Linked DNA regions of Sus scrofa: region 2 is linked to region 1. A link is a contact called in public promoter capture Hi-C data. All regions are on one chromosome and are shown on one strand. The core of a region is the stretch at or near the end of the contact, and the rest is flanking DNA. Distances in the headings are between cores, read along the strand shown. Region 1 holds the start of EYA3 (eyes absent homolog 3). Region 2 holds the start of RAB42 (putative Ras-related protein Rab-42).

Region 1 (2,700 bases), core at 171-2,670:
ATACAGTGAGAGAGAGAGAGAGGGAGAGGAGAGAGGAGAGAGGAGAGAGAGGAGAGAGAGAAATCTTGATGGTCCTCTAGGCTAATGTAAGGATTTTGGTCTTCCCAATGAAATAGGAATTCATTACAGGAGGGAGCTGATCTGATTAAGGGGTCTTGTTTTGTTTTGTTTTTTTGTCTTTTTGCCTTTTTCTAGGGCCACACCTGCGGCATATAGAGGGTCCCAGGCTAGGGGTCTAATCAGAACTGTAGCCACCAGCCTATACCACAGCCACAGCAACTCGAGATCCAAGCCACATCTACGACCTACACTACAGCTCACAGCAATGCCAGATCCTTAACCCACTGAGTGAGGCCAGGGATTGAACCCGCAACGTCATGGTTCCTAGTTGTATTGGTTAACCACTGAGCCACAACGGAAACACCCTGATTAAGGTTTTAACAGGAGCCGACTGGTGCTGTCCTGGAAGGGCAAGGGTATAAAAAGAGTAAATGGTCATACACTGACTGTGGCTTGTACCAACAGAGGCAGTAAATGGTTGCAATCTGGACAGATTTTGAAGGCAGATCCTGCAGAATTTCTGATGAATTAGATGTAGGGTGTGAGGGAGAGAGAGGAGTCAAGGATCTCAGTAAATGAAATTACTTAGTAAATTGTCACAAAGAGAAGTGATCTAAGAAGATAAAAGACATAAATCAAAAAACATAAGAAAAGAAGTACCTAGGAGGTGTAACAACTAAAAGTGTTTAGTTTTTCTGGATTTTGTATTTGTGAAATTTAAAAAACTTGTAATTTGTGATTTCTTTTCTCACAGTAAAGATTCATTTTTATACCTAATATTGTACTTGTAATTGTGGATTTCCTTAAAGAGAGCCCTCCAACTGAATAAACTTCAAGTCCTTAGAAAACCTGAATTCAACTCTGCTCCTTGTCCATACTGGGGTAGTAACTTAATGAAGCATTTAAAAATCTTGTTTCTGATAAAATTATTAACTAAAATACTGTGTCCGAAAGAGAAATTAATTGTAAGCTCAACACACTATTAAGAATAAACTACTACTGGGAATAAAAAATCACCTTGGGCAAACCTCCCCTCCCAGTGCCTTTCAGAACTTCCCAGCCATTCTTCCTCCCAAATACATCCAACATTTCACTTTCGTTTTAGAGAGACAGGGATTACACGCATTTCAAAAGAACTTGAAAAATGAGTGCTGTGTATTTTTCAATCGGGGCGGCTTGTAGCCCAGCGGCACCAGGGCCTGGGCGTTCTAAATACCAGCCTACCCGCACCAAACACCTCCGAGGCGCGGGCGGAACCAGAAGCGGGGCTACCAAGACGGTCGACTGGGCGGGGTCAAGGCTCTTCTCCGCCCCGCCCCGTGAGGCCTGACACATGCGCCCAAAGGATTTGGGTGGAACGAGGTGTGGCTTGTGAGACGACCCTAGCCGCCGACTTCCGGTTCCTAGGGATGCGCCTCCGGGTCACACTAACGCCGCCGTTTCCTCCAGCCGCTTGGTTCTCCTGTGAGTCTGGACCAGTCCCCATGTCCTGCTGTGGGGCCTCTGCAGCCTTTGGGTGAGTCTTCGCTACCGACAGGGTCTGAGTGCGGCCGGTCGAGTACAGCCTGTAGAGGGACGGGTCAAGAGTAGTGTCCCGGTCTCTGTGGGTGGGGGTTCTCTTTGCCTGTCCCTTGTCCCTGCAGTGCTTCCTGAGCTCATTTCGTTTCTTTCCCCCACGCTGGCCTCGCCTCTTTCACCTCAGCTGAGATTGTTTCGTTGCCGCTTTACCTCTCGTCTGGTTGTTTTCCCTGCGCCTCATCCACCCTTTAAAAGCCCTTGTTTCTTGCCTTTCGCCTCAGCTGGTCCCTGAGCTACTGCCTCTAGGTTTTGACCCTGCTCTCACTTTAGCACCTCTCTTCCCCAGCCTCTAATCCCGGGATCTCGCTGTTCTTTCAACCCAGCAGGACGGCCCATCTCCTCGTTGTGCACACCCTGCTCCAGTGCGAAACAGCAAGTCTCTCTCTAGGGTCCTAGCTCCTGGTCCCCCAACTTTCCCCCTCCCGGGACGGTTAGGTGACATTTGCGCTTCACCTGGTGTTCTCCCGCCTTTTCTTCCTTTGCCCAAGCCCCGATCTAGGCAATTTTACCCGACCTGGTGTAAGTTTTCTTTAAAGTGCTGAGGCAGACTACTGTAGCTTCAGTAGTTAGGGAGCAACAAAGGCGTTCCCAGTTCTTCCTTGGAGCACACTTTCGGGGGCTTTCGCTACCGCAGGCTAACAGGTGGCAGGCACACAGAACTGCTGGCAATTGGATTTGTGTACTCCTGTTAAATTGACAGGTCCTGAGGACGTCCTGTCATTTTCGTGTTCTCTATCCCATGAGAATGGATATGCACAGCTGAGGCCAAAATGCGTATGTTCTGGGGCGATCAGCTCTGTTTTCTGCATGGGCTTTACTTAATAGAATAGTTGCTGTGACAGGACAGATTTTTGGGAGATTGTTAGCCCCAGATTTGTAAGTTCATTTTCAGAAATTTCACTGTGCTGTTACTGAAAATTTTTCTGCCAACGAGTTCGGCATAGTAATTTCAAACTTCATATTCTTTAGTTGAATTTATTGTGTATGTGTGTCTTTATCCAGCCTCTTTATACATTGTTTCTTTATTTTTACTGTATTGACAAGTTTCCTGTTTTTCTTCCT
Region 2 (2,700 bases), core at 123-2,622, 420 kb before region 1:
CCCCATTATAGCTCATCTCACACTGCCCTGTGAGTCTTTTCCCCAGCATCTGTCTCTCCCAAGTAACTGTGTGCTCCCCACTTAGGGAGCAGGGTTTTTTTTTTTTTTTTTTTTTTTTTTTTTCCTTTTTAGGGCTGCCCTTGCAGCACATGGAGGTTCCCAGGCGAGGTGTCAAATCAAAGCTGTAGTCACCAGCCTACACCACAGACACAGCAACACCAGATCCCCCCCATGTCTGTGACCTACACCACAGCTCATGGCAGCGCTGGATCCTTAACCCACTGACCAAGGCCAGGGATCGAACCTATGTCCTCGTGGATGCTAGTCAGATTCATTTCCAGTGAGCCATGATGGGAACTCTAAAGGAGCGGTTTTGATTTCCATACTCTCCTGACCATTTCTGCATTCTTGATGTTTTTCCGATTGCAGGTTTTGTTTCCCCATTCTCTGGCTGGCAAACTCCTATGCATCCTGTATCGCCAACACAAATCTCTCTTCCTTTCGCATCTCCTTGACACCTCCCTCTCTCTGCTCCTATGGGCTTTTCAACACCCAGGTCATTCATCCCTCCAAATTCAATGTCAAAACTTTCCTCTGGGGCAGGGCACCAGGTCTCAGGTATTGGGCTCAGAGGCTGTGTTTGCAGGATGAATGGCTCAAGAGTGAAGGACTTATAGGAACTCCCGTGGAGGACATGGGTTTGATCCCTGGCCTCACTCAGTGGGTTAAGGATCTCGCACTGCCGCGATCTGTGGTGTAGGTCGGATCCTGTGTTGCTGTGGCTGTGGCTATAGCCTAGGTCAACAGCTACAGCTCCGATTCAACCCCTAGCCTGGGAACCTCCATATGACGGGGGTGTGGCCCTAAGAGAAAAAAAAAAAAAAAAAGTGAAGGACTCAGATCCAGGATGGGGACCCCCAGATCTCTACTTGGGCCACTGCGACTGACCACCTCCATGGTCAGGGGGACAGGCATTGAGCCGCCCCAACCAGAGGTCCCTCTCCCGCCCCACCTCCACCCCACTCCGCCCCAGCCCTGCCCCCACCGCGCACCTGAAGCGCTCCTGGCCCGCAGTGTCCCAAAGCTGCAGCTTGACGCGCGGCCCGGCCCGCAGCTGTAGAGTGCGGCTGTAGAACTCGACGCCCACCGTGGGCGCCGACTCGAGCTCCGGCTCGGGCTCTGGTATCCAAGGCGCGTCCGCCACGTAGCGCCGCAGCAACGACGTCTTGCCCACAGCCGTGTCCCCCAGCAGCGCGATCCGAAACTGGTAGCGGAAGCCCCCAGCCTCCATGGCCGGCGTCGTGGCTCCCTCCGGCCGGGAGACCGACTGTCCGGGCCGCGCCCTGCGGCTCCGCCCCCAGCCCCGCCCCCTCCTCGGGCCCCGCCCCCGGGCCGTGTGCAGCCACCCTGACCAGCGTCTTTGGCACCAAGGAAAAGGACCTGGAGGAACCCAAACCCGAGGAAACACCTGGGCAAGTCAATTCCTCACTCTGGACTTCAGATTCCTCCTCTGTAAAATGGGGATAATAATCCCTACTTCACAAGATGAAAAAATTAAACTAGATAATGTGGGGAGGAGGACTAGGGAGAATCAGACTTGCACTGACCTGAATCTAACAGCGCCAGAGCATCCACTTCTCATTGTTGGGATGGTTTCTCTCTGCAGCCCCCACTCTCTGTTAGTCTCCCAGTAGGGCCCCCGCTGCTGGACCTGGAGACACCACTCAAGAAAGTTGATCATTTATAGGTGCTCTTTCCCCACCCACGTGCCCCTTTCCTGGAGCCCCACTGGCCTGGTCTGGGGCCTTGTGTTCAATGTTCGGGTTCAATGTTCAGCAGTCCCTATTGCTTCCTCCCTGCCTGCCTGTGCTGGGCCCCAGAGAGGGACCTGGACACAGTGGGGTAGAAGAGGCAGGGTACAACTGCAATTCCAGAGGAAGGGCAATTGGCTGTGGACAGGACAGCTAACATTTATGAGGCCAGATGGTCAGTTCCTAATGCTTTGGGACAGCAATGCTTTGAGAAGGCCGTAGTGTGTCCATTTTAGAGCTAAGGAGATGGAGGCTTAGATGTGTGACTTGTCTCAGGTCACAGCAGAACTCGGACTTGTGGAAGTTCCTGGGCCAGGGATCAAACCCATGCAGTTGTAACCTGCCCCACAGCTGCGGCAATGCTGGATCCTTAACCCACTGCATCACATGGGAACTTCTTAGATTTTTTTCCCCCTTCACTATCCCTTTGATGCCACTAAAGGGGACTGCAAAGCAAATTCCCAAAGGACCAGACAAAGTCATCGGGTCCCACTTGGGTTAGGGGCGAGAGGAAGGCAACCACATCTGTATCCAAGATCCACTCCATAATTTTCAGTCTGATCTTCTGGACACTCAGGATTTCAGGGAGTTCTGGCTGGTCCCAAACAGCTTGTCTATACGTTTAATCCCACTGTCCCACTGTGGATGGTAGTTACCAGTTTAACTTGTTTTGGCAAACTGGCAGTAGGGAGCAGTTCTCCCTAAAACAAACCGTCACATCATCACATTTCCTCCTTATATAACCTTGTGAGTAGATGTTAGTCTGCCCAGTTTTTTACAGATGAGGAAACTGAGGCTCAGAGAAGTTAAGTAACCAATCTAAAATCACTAGCATGGAAGATTGAGACTAGCTTCCCAGTCTGTTTCTGGCTGGATAGGCTGGGGACTA

Evidence for each region. Promoter capture Hi-C pulls out the DNA fragments that hold promoters and counts their contacts.
Region 2: a contact with region 1 is called in a promoter capture Hi-C map of fetal liver, with 2.3 times the contacts expected there. The contact joins the promoter of RAB42 here to the promoter of EYA3 in region 1. A contact is called at or near these places in 1 of 5 promoter capture datasets (fetal liver) and 1 of 47 Hi-C or Micro-C datasets (embryonic fibroblasts).

What each region holds. Positions count from the first base shown.
Region 1 is chr6:85,184,576-85,187,275 of Sscrofa11.1, reverse strand. It overlaps EYA3 (eyes absent homolog 3), which reads left to right and starts at 1,420. Exons shown (of 18, transcript XM_021095661.1): 1 at 1,420-1,576.
Region 2 is chr6:85,601,711-85,604,410 of Sscrofa11.1, reverse strand. It overlaps RAB42 (putative Ras-related protein Rab-42), which reads right to left and starts at 1,372. Exons shown (of 2, transcript XM_003356245.4): 1 at 1,053-1,372. The coding sequence starts at 1,291.